Regions from separate parts of the Rattus norvegicus genome. Here region 2 is linked to region 1. Evidence: chromatin contacts called from public Hi-C data. All regions are on one chromosome and are shown on one strand. The core of a region is the stretch at or near the end of the contact, and the rest is flanking DNA. Distances in the headings are between cores, read along the strand shown.

Region 1 (4,861 bases), core at 880-3,379:
ATCTCTCATTTGTCCCTGGTACAGTTCCCATCATTCCCAGAATGCCATTGGTTCTGGGAGAAGAAGGCAGTCTTGTGTCAAAGTTGATTGTCATAGCTTCCACCCCCCCCCCCCACTCCACTTCAATTCCATCAATGGCGTTGATTTTTATCAAGAGACAAAGTAGTGAGAGGCAGCCATTCAGGATAAAATGGTTGGGGTGCTCCCAGAGTTTGGAGCAATTAAATCTGCTGTAACACGCAGTGTGAATTGTATCGTGGCTTGTTAGAACACCTGTTAGACCTAGGTTAGACTTTGGAGCCAAGTGTTGACAAGAAGTTGATGATCTGGCCTGTGTAAACTTTTGGGGTTAATTAACAGAATGTATATTGTTGGGAAGTCTCCTGTATTAACATTAGGACCTGCCAGGCATGCCTTGCAACAGAAATGCCATGCTAGGAAGGGCATGGAACTGGCAGTATCTGCCACACATGTTTGACTCAGGTTAGACTCCCAGTTGGTGCCAAGAGTTCTAGTTTAGATCTGACCCTCCAGTGATCAATCTGGTTTATTCAGATCTACAGACAGCTCTTGATTACAAGGTGAACGAAGAAGTTATCAAGGTTGCATGCAAGGAAATCAGGTCTTTTAGGGGTATCTTGTGACAGAAGAGAAATGGACAGGGAGAATGGGGTTAGCTCTTGCCTACTGTATAATAGCTGAATACAGAAACTTGTGAGTCATATAGATCTGTGTTCAAGTCCTGACTGGACTGTACAATGTAGTACTGATACACTGAGTTTTTTTTCTCTTTTCTTTTTTTCAGAGCTGGGGACTGAACCCAGGGCCTTGCGCTTGCTAGGCAAGCGCTTTACCACTGAGCCAAATCCCCAACCCCCTACACTGAGTTTTTGTAGCCTCCTATACAAAAGGGGTCATTGAGCAACGAATTGTATCCTTCCCATTCATATTAACCTCTCTCTCTCTCTCTCTCTCTCTCTCTCTCTCTCTCTCTCACACACACACACACACACACACACACACACACTCACAGTGTGGGGTGGAGGTCGTGTAGCCCAGGCTAACTTTGAACTCTCTGTGTCACTACAACGACCTTGACCTCCTGTCTCCTGGCCAGTGCTGTAGTTACAGATGTATGCTAGCATGCCTGGTTAATGTAGTGCTGAGGACAAAACCCAGGTCTTTTCATGTGTTAGGCAAGCACTCTACTAACTGAGCCACATCCCCCAGCCCTGAAATCCTAACACCAAGTACCTGAGAATGAGATCATTTGGAGCGGAAGTCCTTCAAGGTAATAACAAAGTCAAATCAAGTCATTGTTATAACTTCTAATTTCATGCATTTGGTTTGCCTATGTTGTGGTTTGAATGTGAAACACCCCCCATAGATTCCCATGTTCAAATGCTTGTTCCCAGCTGAAGGCACTGGGTGGGAGGGCGGTAGAATCTTCAGGAGGCAGTGCTTTGCTGGGGGAAGCAGATCACTGACTATGTGCCTTTGGGTCTTTATAGCCTGGTCGCTTTCCCCTCTGCCTTCTACTTCCCAGTGCAAACACGGTGTGAGCAGCTGCCTTATATTCCTGCCACCATGCCTTCTCCACCAAGATGCACTGTGCCCTCAAACTGCCAGTCCAAATAAAACCTTTCTGCCTTAAACTGGTTTTGTCAGATAGAGTAACAAGTAGAGATACCCTTGTAAGAGTGAGAACACAGGTTCCAGGGAGGAGACTGCCATCTACAGGCTGGAGGAAGAGTCAGAGTGGAAATTGCTAGAAACTTAACTCCAGGATTCCCAGCATTCAAAACATTGAGAAAATAGTCTTCTCTTGTTTAGTCGGCTTGTCTGTGGCATTTTGTTATAGCAGTCCTTGCCAGTGAATGCAATGGGTAGAGAATTTTTATAAATCTCCTATGCTGTATGGATTTAGTAAGCATCTACGGTCAAAACAGATATCACAGAATCTAACATTCAGTAATGCAAATTCTCTTGTTCAAATTTATACACACGCGCGCGCGCGCGCGCGTGTGTTTGTGTGTATGGATATTCACCTAGAGAATGAAGATTTCAGGGGACCAATCAATCACTGGGCAAGTAGGCGGGACTTCCGGGTCAGAGGGCGAAAGAGAAGAGCCAGGAAAAGGTGACTAGCTTTGGGACCGGGAGAGCCTGGGGGAAGCAGCATGTAGCAAAACAGAGGCCCCCGGTTTAGATGGCAGATCCGCCAGGATTCCCCACCATAGGATTTAACTTAGAATGGCTTACAAATTAGGATGCTAGTTGCTGCACCCAGCGATTGAGTTACCTGTTGGTTCTAAATTAAGTTTGTGTGGCGTTTTCCTTCACATGGCAACCTAACTGAGTTCCAGAGAAAGGTACAGTGGCAGGGCACCCCAGCCAGCCATGGGAATTTGGATGCATGGGGCTGGCGTGGCAGCGACCCGCCATGAAAACTTACTTAGTGAGTCGGGCGGAGAGATTTCAGAGCTCCCTGGTCAAGAGTCTTCCGAGAGGAGAACAGGCCAGGCCCGCCGGTGCCCTGAGGCGATAGCATGGGTGCTTGGAGGCAGGCTGTGGCGGTGGCAAGACCACTGGGGCCAGAGAGTAGCATTTTTTTAGTATTTAACGGTGTGTGTGTGTGTGTGTGTGTGTGTGTGTGTGTGTGTGTGTGTGTGTGTGTGTGTGTGCACTAGAGAGTGCGAGCTGAGCACAGGCACAGGCATGCATTAATTTACTGCTCTCTGCTCTTGACTATGAGTGTGATGTAACTGGCTGCTTCAAGGTCCTGCTGCCTTGATGTCCCCGAAGGGTTGGGCTGTAATCAGGAATTGTGAAGTAAAATAAGCCCGTTTTCCATTAAACTAGTTTTTTTTTCCCCCAAGATATTTTATCATAGCGACAGATGTGAAACTACAACACTCCACTACAGAGACACATGTCCACTGAGAGTCACTATGATTTCATTGTCTTCCCCAGATCAATGGTATTTGATCCGGCTACACTTTATGTCCTGTACTAAAGAGCAGATGTAAATATCATTTGAAATACGGTGCATACGGGGCATCCTTTTTATAAGCTACAAATGGTTTCCTTAAGACTTTGATTTATTGCTAATCTCCTTTCCGGTTCAGTAATCACTGAACTTGACTGCGGTTTAATATGCATGTGTGGAACCATGGGAATTATCACTGGGAGGCCTGGGTCGGATTAAGCAGTTAATTCTGAGTGGAGAGCAAAGAGCAAAACCAGATCAGAATGCTATGACAGAAGGGCAGACTTAAGGAAGACTTTGGGGTAGCTGTACTGTGAGGGAGGCATTGAAGAGTACACAAGGAGAAACTGGGGAGCGGTGGTTCTCAGCCTGGGAGTTGAACAATCCTTTCACGGGGTCTCCTAGGACCATCAGAAATATCACATATTTGCATTGTGATTCATAACAGTAGCAAAATTACAGGTATGAAGTAGCAATGAAAATAATTTTATGGTTGGGGGTCGCCACAACATGAGGAACTGCATTAAAGGATCACAGCATCAGGGAGGTTGAGAGCCACTGTGCTGGAGTGTTATCTGGGGTTCAGAGAATGGATATTTTCTAAAGTGTTGTGTTGTTGAATGAATGTGCAGCATAAACAATGAAGAAATAATTTCTGAGTGTATGTCAGTTGCGTATATATACATTTATGTGCAGGTATGTATATCCATGTGCTGGCTACACGAGGACATTGGATGTCCTGTTTTATCATGCCCTACCTTGTTCCTTTGAGGCAACATTCCTTATTGAATCTGGGATAGGCTGATAGCCAGTGTGGTGGTTTGAATAGGTTTGGCCCCCATAGACTCCTGCGTTTGAATTCTTGGCCCACAGGGAGCGGCACGACCAGGAAGTATGGTCTTGTTGGAGTAGGTGTGGTCTTGTGGGAGGAAGTGTGTCATTGTGAGGGTGGGCTTTGAGGTTTCCTAGGCTCGAGCTCTGCCCAGTGTAAAATCAGAGCCTCCTCCTGGCTGCTTGCAGAAGACAGTCAGTCCCCTTCTGTTGCCAGCAGATCAAGAGGTAGAGTGCTCTCAGAACCTTCTCCAGTGCCATGTCTGCCCCCATGCTGCCATGCTTCCTGTCATAAGGGGAGTGAACTGACCCTCTGGAACTGTACGCCAGACCCAATTAAATATTTTCATTTATTAGAGTTGCCTCCATTTTGGTGTCTCTCTACTGCAAGAAAACTGTGACTAAGACAGCCAACAAGCTCCAGCTATCCTCCTGTTTCCATCCCCAAAGTTGGAGTCACAGGCACGCACGTAACCAAGCCTGGCTTTTCATGTGGAGACAGGAAATTCAAACTCAGGCCCTCATGCATGGACAGCAAGTGCTCTTACCTACTGAGCCATCTCCCCAGCCCTGGGAATTAATTAATTTGTGATTTGAAGTTATTCAGGTAAATGATCACAGGACCAGAATATAGCAGCCTGTCTCACGCTCTTCAGAGAAGAGCCTGCTGCAGAATTGCCTGGCTCCTTTTGGACCTTGGCTGTAGACAGCATCTGAGAGGAAAATGGTTATCACTGCTGTCACCTGAGAAGGAAGGTTTCCTTGGGGATAATTGAAATAGGACACATCCACCAGGCTGGTTGCCTGAAGTCTGTAGGAGCAGTAGGTTGGCCAAGGAGTCCCCTGATAATTTGGTCTGTTCTCAGTTGAAAATCAGTACTTTCTTCTTTCTTTATTCCCAGACCTTCAGCAGACTGACTGTGAATGAAACTCATGTGGAAAACAGAGGGGATAGAATGGCTGGGTGGTCAGCTCTCCGACCCAGAGCATGGAGCTGGACTCGATTCAGCAGAAAACAATTTCAAGGGAAACAAGTCCACC
Region 2 (4,861 bases), core at 1,600-4,099, 410 kb before region 1:
AGTGGCTTACTCTCTGACAAAAGATGAACAGGGGCTGGGGTGGGGCTGTGTGTGACTGAACTGGGCAGGGGGGGGGTTGTTGGGGGTGGGAGGTGGGGAGGAGCCAGTACAGCCCAATCTCTTTGTTCCAGGTTCACTGAGTGCTGGGGTCAAGCCCTGTGAGTGTGATCAGGTTGTGATGGCTCAGTGGGGGGAGAGGAGGAAGGCACTTGACACACAAGTGTGGGCACCTGAGTTTTAGTGTACTGTGTGCTGAGAAGAAGCTGGGTGTGGTGGTGCGCATCTGTAATCCTAGCACTGGTGGGGAGTTGGGTGGATCCCAGTGTCTCTCTGGCCAACCAGGCTAGCAGAGAAAAGATAAACTCAAGGTTCACTGAGAAACCTTGCAGATAGATAGATAGATAGATAGATAGATAGATGATAGACAGACAGACAGGTAGGTAGATAGAGATGGATAGATAGGTAAGTAGATAGATAGAAGATAGACAGATAGGTAGGTAGATAGATAGACAGACAGATACATAGAAAGATAGATAGAAGATAGATAGATAGAGATAGAGATAGAGATAGATAGATAGATAGATAGATAGATAGATAGATAGATAGATAGATGATAGACAGACAGACAGGTAGGTAGATAGAGATGGATAGATAGGTAGATAGGTAGGTAGATAGAAGATAGACAATAGGTAGGTAGATAGACAGATAGACAGACAGATACATAGAAAGATAGAAGATAGATAGATAGATAGATAGATAGATAGATAGATAGAAAAACTAAGAAGGATGTGATTGAAAACAATAACCATCGACCTTTGGCCTATACACACATGCACACAGGAGATGCACAGCCATGGTCTACACTACTATAGTCAAGTATGGATTGTATAAGCAATGGCTGTCTCATGGGATTCATGGCTCGATGACATCTTAGCCATCTTGGCTTGGTAAGTACAGGCTAGGCTGTCTACACAACAGCCACACATTGCATTTTGGTGCGGGGTTGCATTATGGAGCCCTGGCTGTACTGGAACTCGATCTGTAGACCGGGCTGGCCTTGAACTCACGGATCTGCCTGCCTCTGCTTCCAGAGTGCTGGGATTAAAAGCATGAGCCACCACCACCTAGCAACAGGAACAGATCTCCTTAAGCAACTGCAACCAACAGCCAGGCATGATTGCCTTTGGGGTTACATTGGGCAGATGTGTGGACTGAAGACCAAGCAAATACCGAGAGTCTCTGGGGTATAAGCTTCTCTAAAAGCCAAATCCTTCAAAGCTGGGATGTGTATAGGGCAGAATATTCTAGAAGAAAAGGATTTTCCTTCTGGCCTACCCTACCTATAGGCTCTACATCTTTACCATATACCCGAGTGGGAAGCTATACCACAGCAGCCGAGAACAATTGTAGTTTGTGACTCTATGTTTTGAAATTTGTGTGTGTGTGTGTGTGTGTGTGTGTGTGTGTGTGTGTGTGTGTGTGTGTGTGCAGGTAAGAGGACACCTCTACTTTGTTTTGAGACAGGACTCCTCACTAGGGCCCACACCAGGTTCACTGACTAGGCAGATGTGTAGCAGTGAACCCAGTTAGCTTCCTCTCTCTGCCTCCCTAGTGCTGGGCTTCAAGTGTGTGTCATCATGCCTGGCTTCCTACTATGTGGGTTCTGGGAATTCAGGTTTGCCTGTGGCTCTCACTTTAACAACGGGAGCCGTTGCCTCAGCCCTGTATAATTTTCAAGTATGTTTCACTGGGAGGGGGCTATCTGATTGGAAGACAATTCTCTCTTGATTAAATAGTAACCTTCATCAACTCTGCCTCCCATCTTGTTCAGATAAATTTCAGCTCGCTGGGTGATGGCTCAGTGAAGGTCACACACAGCTGATAAGACAGGAAGCAACCCTTGTTTAGTCTGACTCAAACCGAACCTGCATAAATAACACAGAAGCAAACTCCCCCAGGAATTGAGGCCGTCCGTCCAGTGCAATCCACGTTCTGCAACTTCAGCCGTGACCGCCATTCACCTTTGGGTGCAAACTTCTCTTTTGCTTTGCTCTGGGTTTCTAAGAGCTAAGGAATGCTTTGCCATTTACAGTCAGTCCAGATCTCTCTCTCTCTCTCTCTCTCTCTCTCTCTCTCTCTCTCTCTCTCTCTCTGTATGTATGGTGGTGGAAGGGGGGTTGGGCATTCACACACAAGTGACATTATTTGTATGTGGGAGACAGGTCAGGTGTCTTCCTCAATCAATTTCCACCTTACTGGTTTTTTTCTAAACACTATTTATGTGTAGAGGTGTGTCCCTGCATGAGGCCAGAAGAGGGCATCAGACCCCCTAGAAATGGGGTTATAGGAAGTTGTGACTTGCCTGACATGGGTGCTAGAATTTGAAGAGCAGTGTTTGCTTTTAGTCACTGAGCTGCATCTTTAGCGTCCCTAAAGTTAACACTGAACTTGAGCTCGCTGGTTGGGCTAGCGGGTCTGCCCAGTGAGCTCCATTAATCTACCCGTCTCTACCTCCCATAGGCTGGGACGGTGAGTGACAGCTGCCACACCAGGCCTTTTTATGTGGGTGCTGAGGGTGTACTATAGTACTGAGAGCCACTCCCCTGCCTCCAGAGACCTTCTCAACCCATCGGAGGTGACCTGCTCAGAGTGAGACACCCTAGCTCTACTCTCATCCTTATGAGAGGAAGATGAAGAAGGGAGGCAGTGCTGCAAAGGCGCTCTGTGGGATGTGCAGGCTACGCAGATCCTACCCCTCACCAGCTCATCTCCAAGGCAGGGCCTAATGAGGGCCACAGGAGGAGGAGGTAACAGGGCCCTGACTGAGGAGCTGTGCTCAGTCAGCCAATCTGTTCTCCCATTTCTGTGTGTTTGAACAAGTGCCCAGAGGCAAGGACAATGGCTACATTAGTTGAAGGGGAAATTACTGAATAAATTCTATGGCCAACGAGAGACAAAGCAAGGGCTGGCTGCTCACCGTTTTCCTGCTAGTTTTCCTTTTTTCCTCCTTTTTGAGAAGCACAGAGGGGAGGGCACTAGAACTGGAAAGAACAGGGTGATGGGAAGACAGCCTGTGCATGTTAAGCACCCTTTCCTTTGTTGCTCTAGGGCTCTAGACTTTAAGATGATGGTTTTTAACTTGTATTTTCAGGAAACTGTTGGAGTGACTAACACTCCACTCTTGGCATATTTGTTCTGTGACTCAGTTTGTCTATGTCCCCATACAGGCACTTACAACACAATGACCATCTAAAGTGTTTTGTGGGTCTTGTTATGTGATGCGTTATCTAAAACATAATAAAAGCAAGATGATTAAAAATCCACAAAAGAAGAAAAAATACACACATGCAATTTTTTTATTTTTTGGTGCACGTGTCAAAGATTCTTTTAGCATTTAGCTTGGATGTAAGAGAGGGAGGGAAGAGTCTATTTTTTTTTTTTTTTCCTTTCTTGGAGGCAGGGTCTCCTCTAGCCCCCTCTATAGGCCACTCACTGTACAGCCAAGGATGACCTTGAACTTCTCCTCCTCCTGCTGCCATCTCTCCATCGCTAGAACTGAGACAACCACCACTACAGCTTATGTGTTCCTGGGGATGGACTCCAGAGACTCCCTACCTGCTAGGCAAACACAGTAACTAAGCCACACTCCCATCTATCCTTACTGCCATGGTGCAACTGTAGTTCGGTACTAAATCAAATTTGAGACTCCGTGAAAACACACACTACATCTAGAAGCCCCCAGAAATCTCATCCATATTTGAAAGTTTCAACTCCCAGTTTTACTGTGAGATAACTTGAGGAACAGCACCTTGCATGTTGGTGGCTGAGGGCATCACGCACCTACAGACGCAATGGTCAGAACATGTCTGACTCTTCTATGTCTCTGTAACGAAACTTGTCACCAGACCCTGGGTGTTTTTTTAAACATCCCCTGCCCCCCCGCCCCCCCCCCCCACACACAAGAAGGTGGTTCTTCCGGGTGCTAGGCTCCTTGTGGTTGACCAAAAGGAGCTGCCCAGCAGCTGTATGCATCCAGGCAAGACACCAACTCTCAACACGAGTGTTCTTCACTCTGCTTATACAGAATCCATAGCCATAGGCCTGGCTGATACCAAACCCGACCTTCTTGGCTGCTGGACAAGAGGCTCCGTGGTTAAGAGCCCTTGCTGCTCTTGCAGAGGGCCTAAGCTTGGCCCCCGTGTGTGGCGGCTCCAAGGGGAATTCCATGCCTCTGACCTCTGCTGGTACCTGCACCTCACCACCAAATCACACATGCACACACACGGTTTTTTCACACTGACTTTCCATCTGGCTCTAACCTCAATCCCTCAATCCAAGCTTCTTTTTCTTTGTCTTCTTTTTTTTTTTTTTTTTTTTTTTTTTTTTTTTTTTTTTTTTTTTTTTTTTTGCTTTGCCCTATGCTGAGAACACAAGGTATTGGCTGTGGCTGGAGGGCATGAGGGTGAATATTTGCATTTCAAAGGAAATCAGTAAAATTTCACTGTAAATGAGACTCGGGGACCACTGCACTCTCCGTTATCAGTCCATCCCGGAAGAGAAACAGATGGGGCTTCTACAAAAACCACCCTGATCTCCGAGTTCTCTTTACTTTCCACGGTCTATTCCCAGCAAGCGTGATGGCAAATGCCGCCAAGTAGGCGGCAGCTGGGACCACCCAGGAGAGCAGCCTCTGGGCAAGTCTGTGAGGAAATTCCTAGATTGGGTAAGTTGAGGTGGGAAGCGCCGCCCTATGGGCTGGGGTCCTGGACTGCACAGAAAGGAGAAAGAGAGCTGAGAACCAGCCCCTCCTGCCTTCTTGAAAAATAAATTAAAACTTCACGGCATGGAAATTAACTTTGCT

Evidence for each region. A called contact is a pair of places that touch in the nucleus more often than the background predicts.
Region 2: a contact with region 1 is called in a Hi-C map of the A7r5 cell line, with 5 times the contacts expected there. The contact joins two enhancer-like sites. A contact is called at or near these places in 4 of 12 Hi-C or Micro-C datasets (the A7r5 cell line, Schwann cells, frontal cortex and 1 more).

What each region holds. Positions count from the first base shown.
Region 1 is chr13:41,021,484-41,026,344 of GRCr8, reverse strand. No RefSeq gene overlaps it. Among named protein-coding and RNA genes, the nearest start is that of Nckap5, 190 kb to the right of the region's middle. Within about 2 kb of position 2,129, at least 2 of the 93 cell types and tissues checked have an H3K27ac peak or open chromatin away from gene starts, as enhancers often do. A contact at or near this core is called in the A7r5 cell line, where this site is marked.
Region 2 is chr13:41,435,244-41,440,104 of GRCr8, reverse strand. The region is part of intron 11 of Mgat5 (alpha-1,6-mannosylglycoprotein 6-beta-N-acetylglucosaminyltransferase); the gene reads right to left. Among named protein-coding and RNA genes, the nearest start is that of Mgat5, 210 kb to the right of the region's middle. Within about 2 kb of position 2,849, at least 36 of the 93 cell types and tissues checked have an H3K27ac peak or open chromatin away from gene starts, as enhancers often do. A contact at or near this core is called in the A7r5 cell line, where this site is marked.